2 separate regions of the Oryctolagus cuniculus genome follow, and region 2 is linked to region 1. The links are chromatin contacts, called in public Micro-C maps. All regions are on one chromosome and are shown on one strand. The core of a region is the stretch at or near the end of the contact, and the rest is flanking DNA. Distances in the headings are between cores, read along the strand shown.

Evidence for each region. A called contact is a pair of places that touch in the nucleus more often than the background predicts.
Region 2: a contact with region 1 is called in a Micro-C map of ear pinna, with 7 times the contacts expected there. The contact joins the promoter of PIGN here to the promoter of ZCCHC2 in region 1. A contact is called at or near these places in 2 of 6 Hi-C or Micro-C datasets (ear pinna and an unstated tissue).

Annotation. Positions count from the first base shown.
Region 1 is chr10:16,048,589-16,055,878 of mOryCun1.1, forward strand. ZCCHC2 (zinc finger CCHC-type containing 2) reads right to left here and starts at 4,999. Exons shown (of 11, transcript XM_070050075.1): 1 at 3,906-4,999. The coding sequence starts at 4,877.
Region 2 is chr10:16,383,262-16,389,999 of mOryCun1.1, forward strand. It overlaps PIGN (phosphatidylinositol glycan anchor biosynthesis class N), which reads left to right and starts at 2,961. Exons shown (of 29, transcript XM_002713621.5): 1 at 2,961-3,181. It overlaps RELCH (RAB11 binding and LisH domain, coiled-coil and HEAT repeat containing), which reads right to left and starts at 2,791. Exons shown (of 30, transcript XR_011379301.1): 1 at 2,029-2,791.

The sequences.
Region 1 (7,290 bases), core at 3,749-6,248:
CTTTTAAAATATTTCTCCTTTTGTGTGTGTGTGTGTGTTCCTAACACACATTAGTTTGGCTTCCTGACAACCAGTGTTGGGCTGGTGTTGTGGTACAGGGGTTAGCCACCATCCACAATGCCAGTTCCACATCACAGCAAAGGTTTGAGTCCCTGCTGCTCTGCTTCCATCCAGTTTCCTGCTAATGCACCTGGGAAGGCGATGGAAGATAGCCCAAATACTAGGACCTCTGTCATCCATGTGGGAGACCACAATGGAGTTCCTGGCTTCTGGCTTCAGCCTGGCCCAGAATAGCTGTTGCAGCATTTGAGAAGTGAACCAACAAATGGAAGATGGATCAATTGATTGATCTGTGTGTCTCTGTGTGTGAGTGTTCCCCTCTCTGTTGCTCTAGCAAATAAATAAATTTTTTAAAAAGATTGCAGGGGTGAGGGGTAAGGGTGAGTGTTTGGTCTGGTGGTTAAGCTGCTGCTGGTTGGGATGCTCACCACCCATATTAGAGTGCCAGGATTCAAGTCCCAGCTGCACTACAAATTCCAGCTTCCTGCTGACACAGACCCTGGGAAGCAGTGTGATGGCTAACTGGGCTCCTGCCAACCAAGTGGGCTATATGGACTGAGTTCCAGCTTCATAGTGTCAGCATGGCCCTGCCTCAGCTACTAGCATTTAACCACAGATGGGATCCCTCTGACCCGTGCTTCTCTAATAAAGTAAATAGCAATTTATAAAACCAATGTTTTCAGCTATGCACTACATGCAGCCCGTAACTGTATAACACAGACCCACATCAACCATCCATGTTTCCAAACACACTGCTGATGAATGTTCTCCCCAGTGCTCGGGACCTATTTGTTGAATCTCAAGCAAGTTACTAGCAGTGCGTGGCAGCTCTGAAGAACATGAAGCTCACTTACAGTTCTCCTAAGAGGAATGCCAACATTTAAGCTGTAGTCTAAGGTAACGACACAAAATAACCCACATCACACAGGAAAACTCTTGAAACCTAATTTTTCAAAGCCAAAACATATTTGTTCAATCTGCCTCCGTTTTCACATTCCATACCAGTATTACAGTGGTGATCTGTGGACTTGTCACTCAACTATCAACACTGAAATTATGACAAGTCACTAACCAGGTGCTGGCCCTGAGCAACTCCAAAGCATACATTCTACCTATTCATATTCCTTTTTTCTTTTTTTAAGAAAGGCTGACTCATATTACTTACTGATACAAACCCCGGGGGAGCAAGGAACACTATTCCAGGCTGTTTTACTTAAAATTTAAAGAGAAAATTAGTTTTGCATTATCCAATTGGTAGAGAAAAAGGCACGCTGTTTGGAGCACCAAAGACCTTCACTCAGCATGACGAAAATGAATGACTTGCAGGCAATAAATAAAGGCGCATACTTGCGCCTGAAAGGTTACTTCCGGGGCAATAAATCGCCGCCACACGCGTTTCCCACTCCCGGGGTCGCTATCACTGCCAGCGGCCCCAGAGCACGGCACTCTCGGCTCTGGTCCGGTTACCGTCCGCGACGGCCCGCAACCCGGCCTCCGGCCGCACTGCCCGGGGACTCTCGAGGGCTCCCGGGGGCCCGGCCGCTCAGCCCGCCCACCCGGGGGCGGGGCCGGGCGCCAGTCACGTGGGCCGCGCTGCGGCCGCCATTTTGCAGGGCGGGGGAGGAAGATGCCCGCGGACTGGCTCAGGTCGCCGTCTGCCTCTCGCGACGGCGGTCACGCGGGGGACGCGAGAGCCCGGGACTCCTCCCTGCAGGCGCAGAGGTGGGCCCCCCGCCCCGGGTGCGCCTCGGCGGCGGAAGCCCGGCAATGGCTGGGCTGGGCTGCGGCCAGTCGGGATTTCAATCAGCCCACCCGCATCTGGAGTGACAGGCCGGGAGCAACAAGGTCCGCTAAAATGCCTTTCAGGCCAGCGCGAGCCACAGCCGGGGAACTCGGAGGCCACTCTAATAAGAGAAAAAAACAATGGGCCGGAACGATCTAAGGAGACACAGACGGTCCGCTGCGGAACCCCGAGCTGCCCTAGAGTCCAGAAGCAGCCTCGGCCGCACCTGCAGTAGGCGTGCCCCCACGGCTGCACCCCCACCTCAGCGCAGGGCCAGGGCCAGGGCCGCAGCACAGGCCACGTCCTGGGAAGTTAAGATGTGCTGGAATGAATGGCAGGAGGCCTGGCCTCGCCTCGTCCACTCCTCCTGGCACTCAGTGGCCGCCAGTAAAGGCCACGCACTGCAGTCCAGATAAAAACCTCATTACTCTGGCTCGCACGCACGTCTCCCCTTCATCTAGCCGCCTCACAGCGCCGGCATTAACATCGAAATCTACAGGGAAAGAAATCGGAAATAGTGGGGTATGCTTGCAGGAGTGGTGCGCGTGGGCCACACAAGCTGTGCCACGGTGGGGCACTCCTCAGCCCTACAACCGAAGGCTAGCTTTGCCAGGCACACGCCACTGCAAGGAAAAACTTAAACTACTGAAGCACTGTCCCCCAGCCATGCTTCTCCTCTGAATGTAATGGTGTGCGGCACGTATCTTTTTGGATGTGTTTTAGTGAGTAGGCTAGGCTTTTAGCTGCATGACACACGTGTGTATGCCAGTAGTAAACGGGCCCTGAGACAAATCTTTCAATCTCTCCAAGAAAACCCTCAGTGACTGCACCTGAGTCTGATAAAATACGTCCTCAAACACCTCACTCACTCCGCTGACGCGTCATCCCGCACCCAGGGGCTCCGTCTGTATTATCCCAGCCCCCGAACACACCGACCCCATGGGTTTTGAGCCCACACAGCCGTTAGTGACACGCACGGCTCAACGTCCGTTCTCGCGTACTGCAGACGAAGAGGCGCCGCACGAGGAAGGGGAGAATCCCTCTCCCACTGCAGCATCCCGGCATCACCTAGGTGGAAAGCGAGGCATCCGAATCGGCACCTTTCAACACCACCGGGCCACGACAAGGAACCCGCTCAAACAGGCTGCCCGCTTCTCCGCTCAGCTGTCGCCTCCCAAGGGCCTTCAGGGCCTCGGCCATTTATTACTCGTTTGCTTTCGTGACTATAAAAATTCATCGCCTCTATTTAATGTCTGCGACAAGTGGCTCGTCTGGATTCTACCGCGTTCCGGGGTGTCCGAAGCCCTTGGAGAGAGCATCACTGCCTACAGCAGCAGGGCCCAACAGACACCCCCACCCCCATCTGCAGGCATACACCAAACCCCACAGCCAGCGCAGGAGGGCGCGACCAGGCCGCCCTGAAGGGCTTTCCTCACCCAGACTGCCCGCTTCACCACTCCCCTCAACTCGATTCCCGGGTCTGCACGGCAGATTTCTCCAGGGAGCACAAGTTCTCCGAACACGACCCCCTCGGCTCGGCACACGTGGGGGACCAGGGCGAGGCAGAGCCGGTGCGCCGCAAGGCCAAGGCTCTGCCGGGGCGAGGCTGCGCCTTGCCCAGAGCCTCCTGGGCGTCCGCACCTGGTGCCAAGAGATGCTCAGAGCCCAGCACGTCCCGAGACCCTTCCTCCGAGAGGGGCCCCCGAGCTGGGAGCCCCCAGTCCTCCATGGCAACTCCGGCCCGGAAGACTTCTAGAGCCTTCTGTGATGGCGGGTGGCGGTGTGTGCACCGCCGGGGCGGGGGGGGGGGGGGGGGGGAGAACTGGGTGGCCCAGCAAACCCGAGAGGAGTACTCCGGGGCCAGGGATTCCGAGCCACCTGTGCGGGGCTGCAGCTCGGCCCGGGGGCGTCCGAGAGCGAGGCCGCCGAGGCACGGCCCGCACCACGAGTCGCTGGGGAAACCAGCAAGGCGGCGGAGGCGAAGCCATGGTGAAGAGCAGCACGGGTCGTCCAGGGCCCCGAAGCCGGGCCGAGCCCGCCGCCCGGCCCGGAGCGCGCTTACCTGGGTCCTGGAGCCGGCAAAGTTGCACGGCTCCACCTCCGCCTCGTCCGGGCCGCCGCGGAGCGCGGTGCGGAGTCTCTCCAGGTGCTCCCGCAGGGTGACCCGCTGGTGGAAGGAGAAAGCCGGGTGCAGCGAAGCCATGGTAAAGAGCAGCAGCAGTTCCTCCTGGGCCCTGAGGCCGAGCCCGCCACCGGACCGGGACTCGGCGCCGCCGCCGCCTTCCGGGCCAGAGCCGTCCTTGTCGGCGTCCTGCTCCCCGTCGCCGTCCGCCCCGCGGGGCTCGTCCTCCGCGCCGCCCCGCGAGCCCTCGCCCCGGGCGGTGCGCAGGCTCTTGAGCACCGAGTCCACTTGGGGCAGCAGGCGGTGCAGACGGCCGGCGGCCTCCCGGTTCTCCGAGCCCAGCAGCGCCAGGTAGACGATGAGGCGCGAGCGCACGGCGGGCTCTCGGAAGTCGGCCAGCGGCCCCGGGTCCGAGAGGCCGTTGGCCTTGGCCTCCGAGTCGCGCAGGTAGTGGTAGTCCTTGCGCGCCAGGTCCTCCAGGCACGAGCCGAGGAAGCGCAGCTCCAGCGGGTTGCACAGGTCCAGCAGCCCGCACATGAACTCCAGGCGCTGCGCCGAGCCCAGCACCAGCCCGAACCACTCGTACACCCGCTCCTGCTCGCGCAGCGCCGCCGCCGGCCCCCCGCCGCCGCCCGGCATGCCCGTCCCCGCCACCGCCGAGCCGCCAGCAACAGGCGGCCCGAGCCCCCGGGGCGGCGGCGGCGGCGGCGGTGGCGGTGGCGGCGGCGGCGGTGGCGGCGGCGGGGGGCCCCGCGGTGGGCCCGCGGCAGGCGGCGGCGGCGGCGGGCGGCAGTCGCGGCGGCGGCGCGGCGGTGCCTTCGCGCCCGGCCGCGCGTCCGCCTCAGGCTCCTCCGCCCCGGGCGGCGGCTCCGTTGGGTGCGTCGGCTTCAGCGGCAGCTTCATCCTCAGCATCCTCGGCTAGGGCGGCGCGGACATGCGAGCGGGGGCGGGCGGGAGGGGCCGAGGCGGCGGCGCGGCCGTCAGGAGCGGGGCCCCTCCATGCCGCCGGGGGAGGGCCGGGGCCGGGGCCGGGGGTGGGTCTCGGCCGGCGAGGGGGGCGGCGGCCGGCCGGCGGGGTCGCTGGCGTCGTCTTCCCGGGCCGGAGGCGGGGCGTGCCCGCGGCGGCTCCTCCCCCTGGGCTCCGCGCCGGCTCCGGGAGCTCGGGTGCGGGTGAGAGCGAGTGAGCGAGCGAGTCCTCCTTCCGCCTCCCTCTCTCAGTCGTCCGCACCGGGCTGGGGCGGCGGCTCCTGAGCGGTTTCCTCACGAGCCGGTGAGGACCGAGCGGCTGCGAGAGGAGGAGGAGGAGCGGCCCGGCGGGGCGGAGAGGCTGGCGGTTCCGCGCACCGCGCCTCAGCCTATCAGCGCCCGGAGCTGACGGTTACGTAGCCCTCCCCGCCCCCAGGGACCGCCTCTCGCAGGGAGGCCACGCCCAACTGCTGCCCGGCCGCCTCCCTCTGTGGGGCTTCCTCGCGGTCCTAGAGGTCTGGGCTCCCTCACGAGCTGGGAGGACGCGCGGGCTGGGCTCGTGGGGTGGCGGCGGCGAGGTGAGCGGGCCCCCGGGGAGAGGCGGGAAGCCGGCGAGGTGGCCTTTCGCCGGGCGCCGGCTGGGCTCTGACTGCTGGCCTCCTCTGCTCTGCCGGTCGTGGCGTGGGCCGCCGCACCTGGGCCCGCGCCGTCCTGGCCGCCTGCGCGACGGTGTCGGGGAGCGGCGACGTCGCCGAAGTGCGGGCCCTGACCTCGGGCTGCGCTCCTTCAGGTCCCGCGCCGCGGGTGGGCCTTCCGGAGGTCCGCCAGGCGGCTCCTACCCGGTAAAACTTCGGAAGGTCGCCCGGAGGAGCGCGCGCCCGGGGCAGCGGTCGCGGCTGTGGGGGCGCAGGTGGGCACGCGGCCCGCAGGTGCGGCGAGAACGCGCGGACGGCGGGTCCCGGCCTAACGGTTCGCTCTTGGAAAACTACCCGCGAGTGTTTCGGGAAAAGCCCCCCTAACGCCTTCATCTTTGGGGGATCATCTCTGCGAAATAACGAACGTTTGGAATCCTTGTTCCGGTTGCAAATTGCCTGTTACTTCAGGTTTAATAAGCTACCACCTTGACAGGCTTCAAACTTTTTTTTTTTAAGTTGTTTAAAGACCCCCCAAAAAATGTCTGGCTCTTGCACTGTTGCTTTTATATATATATATATATATATATATATATATATATTTTTTTTTTTTTAAAACAAAGCGGGGTTTTTTGAAGGTTAACAGAAAAGGTGGGTTTTTAAAAATTAATGTAAGTTAAGTCCTACAGTAATAGAGTGGGAGTGCATAGGAAAACAGGACTCTTTCCCAGGGTGTTCAGACATGTGTTCAGCACGTGCTGAACCTTCTATGTATCTCACAATTTGATGCCCGCAGAGAATTATAATTCGGAAAAAAAAAAAAAACCTGAAGTGAATCCTAAATCCGTATCAGCAATAAAAAGGGCAGATGGAGAATTCTGTTCACATTTTGGTTTGGTAAAATACACGAATGCCATGTTGCATGTGACTGGTCACTCCCCTGTATTCTTTGGGTGTAATTTACCATTGAGAAGGCATTGGAAGACTTACTCATGATGCTGCCCCTTCCTGCTGTCAACCTCCACGGCCCTAAACTCTTTTGCTGTGGTCTTCCCATTTCTACATTTCTAAAGCTTTAGGTGGACTACTTTGGGCAACCAGTAAGCACACCTACCATGCTCGGTGTGCACAGGTCCAGGTAGCCGCCTGTCTACACAGGGGTGCTTTGTTTTGTGGAGCCAATGCTTTACCTCTCTTTCTTTTTCCCCATTTTCCTTGGCAACAAGAAGCCATTTGGTATGAACATTCCACAATACTCAACCCATGAATTTTATATCAAAAGCAGATTTGCAATCAATAATGATGACTTTTGTCCTTTTAACTTTGGCCAACATTCAAAATGCAGTGATTGCAGCAGGCACTTGGCACACCAGTTCAAAGGCCTGCGGGCCATGCTGGAATGCCTGAGCTCAAGTCCTAGCTGCGCTCCTGGTTCCAGCTTCCTGCCGGTGTGCACCCTGGGAGGCAGCAGATGGCTGCTCAAGTAGTTGGGTCCCTGCCACCCACTTGAGACTGGGTTTCGGCTCTTGGCTTTGGCTTTTGGGGAAGCAACCAGTAGAGGGAGGATCTCTCTCTCTCTCTCCATCTTTCAAACAAAAATAAATTTTAAATGCAATAATAAAAACTTGTACACATAAATAATATGTACAGTGGTTTAATGATTCGGGTTCTCATCAGTTGGGCAGTTTGCTCTCTATCCCCTCCGTGGGTTGTTTCAGGACTTTCTG
Region 2 (6,738 bases), core at 1,711-4,210, 330 kb after region 1:
GGCGCCTGTTCAAATCCCAGCTGTTCCATTTCCAATTCAGCTCTCTGCTATGGCCTGGAAAAGTAGTGAAAGATGGCCTAAGTGCTTGGGCCCCTGCACCCATGTGGGAAACCCGAAAGAAGCTTGTAGCTCCTGGCTTCAGCCTGGCCCAGCCCTGGCTGTTGTGTTCACATCTAGGGAGTGAACCAGCGGATGGAAGATCTCTCTCTCTGTCTCTCCCTCTCTCTGTAACTCTGACTTTCAAATAAATAAATAAATCTTAAAAAACAAAAAACATAGGGGCCAGTGCTGTGGCTCAGCGGGTTAATGCTCTGGCCTGTAGTGCTGGCATCCCATATGGGCACCAGTTCTAGTCCCGGCTGTTCCTCTTCCGATCCACCTCTCTGCTTTGGCCTGGGAAAGCAGTGGAAGATGGCCCAAGTCCTTGAGCCCTGGCACCAGCTGGGAGAACGGAAGAAGCTCCTGGCTTGGGATGGGTGCAGTTCTGGCTATTGCGGACAATGGGGAGTGAACCAGTGGATGGAAGACCTCTCCTCTCTCTGTTTAACTCTGACTTTCAAATAAATAAATAAATAAATCTTAAAAAAAAAAAAACACAGCAGATAGGAGCATAATTCATTCAGTTTGTTCAATGGCAGGCTAGAGCTGAGCAAAATGTGAGGGATACAGTTACTCAAGAACTATGGAGACAAATAATTGTCAACAAATCAAACACAAACGAGCTAAAGGTGATGATGGAGGTTTCAAAGAAATACAATGGAAGAACCAAGCAACTGACAGGATTTACAAGGTGACATTTGCGATGCGCCCTGATGAAGCACTTAGAGCTTGTAAGGGAAAATCATTAGATAATTTAGAAATCTTTAAAAAAAAACTTACATAACAATTTTGCTACACTGCTCTTTGTCACATTATATGGTTCTTAATGTGAGCAATGAGCAAACCTTTTCCTGAAAAGGAAGATTATCCTACGTACTGAGTAAATTATATATGATGAGAAAACACTACTTCCAAGAGGGAAATGTGCAAAGGATTAATCTTGATGCAGCCTTTGCACTTCCACTGCATCTACACCTACATTTGGCAATTTCTCCGGCATCATTCAATAGTAGAGACAAAAATAATCAATGAGACTGCAGTTTTGAAACTAACATTTGTTAGTAAATCCAGTTGGTCTCTTACAACACACTAAAACATCTCAAGCCATCAGCAAGTGAAAACCGAAGATGCCTACCCAAAGGGGACACTGGAAATCCTATAGTACATCCTTGACATGATCTAGCTTTTTAAACCCTAAAAAACACTTATAGGTATATGAATGGGGTAGATAATTACTCTATTCTGCTAAAAAAATGATTATATCAAGGTAACAAGTAGATTCCTATCTTCTGCGAGAAAAAGCCCTGCAAGGTGGTGGCAAGATGACTGCAGGCAGAACCTGTCTGTCCTGCTCCTTCAATTTCCTGTCATTTTGAACACTACTGAAATCAAGGCATTGCAACTGAATTACACCGACTTTATTTAAACAGAACAAATGTTATGCAGCAAAAAACAAAACAACAAAGACCAGTTCTTGAGTGAGAAAGTCATCCCAAAGACAAAGGGTTTTAAGTGCATTTGACTTTGCAGAGAGAGAGAGAGAGCAAAACATTTCCTATTCGTTTCTCCCTCTTGACTGGGGAGCAAAGAATTACTGCGGGCAATTGAAGGGATACAATTTCCTGGTAGTGACTGTAGAAAAACAAAATGCTTGAAGCAATCAGCCAGTTTCCGAGGGAGACTTCTGGAGACCCGTAACAGCCAGCAGACAAGGAACTCTGGTTGTGTTTATAGATAACGACACCGATAAGGGAGCCAGGCGCAAGTGCAACGCCAGCCAAGGACTGGAGGCAGGCGGAAAAACAATCACTGCCGATCCTCTGGCTCCCGCCCCAAAAGACCACCCCCACAACACCCGCCCAGAAGCACCCCTCTCCCCACAGTAACTCCTTAAATCCTGCCGGAGTGTGGCAGGTTGCTTCCACTTACTGAGCTGTCCCCCGCCCGACGTGGTACTAGGTTCCCGACCTCCAGCGCTTCCAAGGCCGGCTGCTCCAGGGATACCCGGCGCCCCCATCCCCGGCGGGGTCCCACTCTGCCTCTCGAAGTTGCCTGGGTTGGAGAAGTAGTCGCGCAGCCGCGGCAGCTCGCGGCCGCTCTCTAACAGCTCCGTGTGCAGCTCCAGGGCGGTCAGCAAGTATTGATCGCGCAACAGCTGAGCGGCGATCGCGTCAATTGACAATCGCGCTGGGGTCTCCCCGGAGCCCCCCAGGGCCGCCGCCGCCGCCTCCCCAGGGAGCCCTGGCCGCACACTGCTCCCTAAGGCCACGGGATCCTGTGGCGATAGCGAGCCCGCAGAGCCAGGATCCAGGCCACCCCCGGCTCCTAGCCGAAGTCCTGCCCGCCGCTCCTCGGTGGCCGCTACCTCTTCGTCGTCCTCGTCTGAATCGCTGAGGAATGGATTCACGCCGCCGCCACCACTACCACTACCTCCAGGCGCCATCGCCGCCATTTTATCCTGTCAGGATTGTGGGCGCCTCCCTGACTCTGACAGGCCGCAGCCTGAATCCACTCTACGCCTCAGCGGGCACTGCGCACCTTCACAGCCCTGGCCTGACTACGTCCCGCCTCCACACTTGGAGATCCGGCTCAGGCTCGCAGGCAAGAGGTCCGGATGCAGCAGCACCAGCTGCCTGAGCCGCCGCTGCACCAGCAGCCGGGCTCTGCAGGCGTCTTCCTGGTCTCCAGTATCGCGAGACCTGGCGCGTGCCCAGCCTCTCTCCCTGCCTTGGCCCCGCCCCAGCACGCCTCTGCCCCGCCCCTTCTCAGCGCCAGAGAGCAAAGATTGAAAGACCCGCTCCTCGCTCAAAAGGAAAACCCCGCCCCTAACTCCTCCGTGATTGGCTGGAGTGCCTGGGGGCGGGGCCTGGCCCTAGAATGATCGCGAGAGCAGCTACGGCCCGGTAGGAGTAGGGGGCGTTCCATGGTTAAAGCACAAATGCGGTGGTGGGTGACGGAGAGCGTCTTTTCTGTCGTATCGCGGGGCAGAAAGCCTTGCCTGAGAGGTTTAATGCGCTGGGTGCTGCCTTGGCGCTGAGGAGGCCTCGTTCCTGAGCTCTGGGCTGTACCGGAAAGGCTCCAGGTAAAGTCCAGGGAGCGGTGCGATGAGGCGCGGCGGCGTGGAAACTGGCCCCGCGCCTCGCTGCCCCCTAGTGCGCTGCACTTCCTCGCTGCCTGCTGCCCGTGGGCATCTTCTCGGCACAGGTAGCGAGTGCTCGGGGCCGGACTCGGAATTTGGCTTTGCCCGGGAGGCCTGGCGACAGCGCCTTCGGGGCTCGGGCTTGGTCCTCTGGGATGGGTGGGTGGTGCGGAGGCCACACCGGGTAAGGAGTGCTCAGGCCTGAATGTGCCTGGATCTGTGAACACCGTCGACCTGGACAACTGTCAGGTGCGCAGTAAGCACTTCGTAAGCACTGGCCCAACAGCAGCTCTTCAAAACTGCCAAATGCTGTCCCACCCTTAGGGAGAGAAGTAGGCTTGAGCCTGTGGAGGCCAATGACCGAGTCAGGTCAACCCCTCTAATGAATGTTCCAAGGAACTGACATCGGTTGTGAACGTCTAAAGCCATTCTCTCTCCTTTATGCCCCGCAGTCTGTCTCATTCGGTCATGTAAGCGAGAACCGAGGTTTTGATTTTGGAACATGGCTTTTAAAAGTTGGATGCTTTAAGGGGTTTTGATTTCCTTTATCAAACATTAGCACATAAAATAAATTTGGAAGGACAGAGTTTACCTTTTTTTTTTTTTTTTTTGGTAAAGATCTATTTATTTATTAGAGTTACTGAGAGAAGAGAGAGAGCTTCCATCTGCTGGTTCACTCCTTATATGGCTGCAACGGCCAGGGCTGGACCCAGCAGGAGCCAGGAGCTTCATCTGGTCTTGCATGTGGGTGGAGAGGCCCAAGCACTTGGCCCGTCTTCTGCTCTTCCCAGGCTGTTAGCAGGAGCTGGATCAGAACTGAAGGGCTTGAGTCTCCACCCAAGCCGCGGCTTTACCACAAACGCCAGCCCCTAAACTGTTATTTCTGATCTCTTCTATTTTCTTCACATATGAATTGCCAGCATTGCAAATTTTAAATTTCTTACTGTGTAGCTACTAATAATCAAAAATAAATAGACAGAAGTAATGCTGACTCTCATATTAAATTGAAGCAGTAAGTTATCTCCTTTAGGTCTGTGGAGAGATTAAAATAGAGCATTCTTATATAATCTTAGGTCAGGTTATTGGTTTACATGTAAAAGTATGCCGATAGGTAAGTGTAGCCTTCAATTTCAGTTTACTCAGGCTCAGTAAACTAAATTTCATTTGAATGAGATTTTGGGGGTTTTATTTCTTGCTAGAAGTTCTTTAAAAATAGTAGCAAGAATTTAAAAGTATTTTTTATGAAATATTAGCTTCTGATGTTCTTATGCCAAATATTTTTCTGTGCTATTATTGAAGAAAGACTTCAAAAAGAGAAAATGAAATTAGGGAAATAGTTTCAAAATGGCCAATACTATATCCTGTTACGTATTTCTTAACAAAAGGAATTACCAAGCCTTATTTTAATTGAGTTTGCTGGGGAGATTAAAAATGAAGCCAATTTCTGGAACAGAGGATTGAGTAGTGAATGGAATGGTAATGGCAGGATTAAAATGGGATTGTTTATATAAAATATTTCTGTCTCCATAATGGGGAATCTTAGAAATCTCCTGCAGTTAGGATTCCTAAAGAGGATTGCACTTATCAGCAAGAACCTCAATTCATATCCCAACCCTGTCAATTATTTGTTGTATGAGACCTCGAAAAACTACCTGATTGCTCCCAGCCTCACTAGCACACATTTGTCGAAGAGGGTAGTGAAAGTATTCAGAATTATGAGTATTCTGGTCATGATGCCTGATAATGTGGTATGCAGTAAATGTTGCTATGGGCAATTTTTAAAAAGATTTATTTGTTTGAAAGGCAGAGTTAGAGAGAGAGGGAGAGACAGAGAGAGATCTTCCATCCACTGACTCAGTCCGCCAGTGAAGCAGTGGCCAGGGCTGGGCCAGGCCAAAGCCAGGATCCTAGAATTCCATCTGGGTCTGCCACGTGGGTGTGGGGGTCATTTGCTGCTGCTTTCCCAGGCCATTAGCAGGGCGCTGAAGTGAAGCAGCAAGGACTTTGTGTCCATATGGGATGCCAGGATTGCAGGTGGTGGCTTAACCTGTTATGCCACAATGCCAACCCCTATGGGCAATTCATAATTAATGAAATGTTAGTATATATTGAGAATACTTGAAAGGTTCTTAAACATAAATACCAACTGTTGCCATAGGAAAAGTCTGGAAAAGTAATCAAGTGAGTAGGTCTAATTTTCGGACTGAGTATGCAAATTGACAATAAATTTAAAATTTTTTCTTAGAGACTTATAAAAGTTAGACATACAAATTTTTAGATGACATATCTAAATACAAACCTGTAGTTTTCTCCTTCTATTTGCTGTCCTGTAACTGTGAACTTGTTATGTGACCTTGTAAGCCTGTAAGAAATCAGCTGGCGAGTCTTCCCAGCAGGTGCTTTCCCCCACTCTTCACAGCACATAGAGGTTTGGTTATCAATTAAAAATGTATAAGACGTAGCACACACACTAGAATAGTAATTGCTGATCTCTACTTATCTTAATTTATTATTGATAGTGTTGGGGAAATTTCCTTGCTAACCTAAGAAGATTTGCATTAATCTAGGCTGTTACAGCTAATGTGTCATCTGAATAATAAGCATAGTCATTGAAGTTTGTACCTTACAAATGAGAATATAAAATGTTTTCCCCACAAACATTTTGGTATTATAGTGTTTAAGAAATCATTTTTGGGTTTAATAATTTTTACTTTCAATTTTTTAAAAAAAGATTTTATTTATTTATTTGAAAGAGTTAAAGCAAGAGTGGGAAAGACAGAGAAAGAGAGAGAGATCAATCTCCCATCCACTGGTTCACTTCCCAGATGACCACAAAGGCCAAGTCTGGGCCAGGCTGAAACCAGGAAGCTGGAGTATCTTTCAGATCTCTCTGGGTGGCAGGGGCCCAAGCACTTAGGCCATCCTCCTCTGGTTTTCCGAAGTCATCAGCAGGGAACTGGATTGGAAGTAGAGCATCCAGGAATCAAACCAGCTGCCCATATGGGATGCTGCCGTCCCATGCACTGTCTTTATCTGTTATACCACAGTGCCAGCCTGGCTTTAATAATATTTACATAACCACAAATAACAATGTTAATACAAATTTGGATTTAAAGTTTTAGTAAATTCTGCCGGGCGCTGTGGCTCAATCCTCTGCCTTGCCGCGCCGGCACACTGGGTTCTAGTCCCGGTCGGGGCGCCGGATTCTGTCCCGGTTGCCCCTCTTCCAGGCCAGCTCTCTGCTATGGCCCGGGAGTGCAGTGGAGGATGGCCCAAGTGCTTGGGCCCTGCACCCCATAGGAGACCAGGAGAAGCACCTGGCTCCTGCCTTCAGATCAGCACGGTGCGCTGGCTGCAGCGCACCCGCCGTGGCGGGCCATTGGAGGGTGAACCAACGGCAAAAAGAAGACCTTTCTCTCTGATTCTCTCTCTCACTGTCCACTCTGCCTGTCAAAAAAAAAAAAAAAAGATTTAAAAATAAAGTTTTAGTAATATCAAAT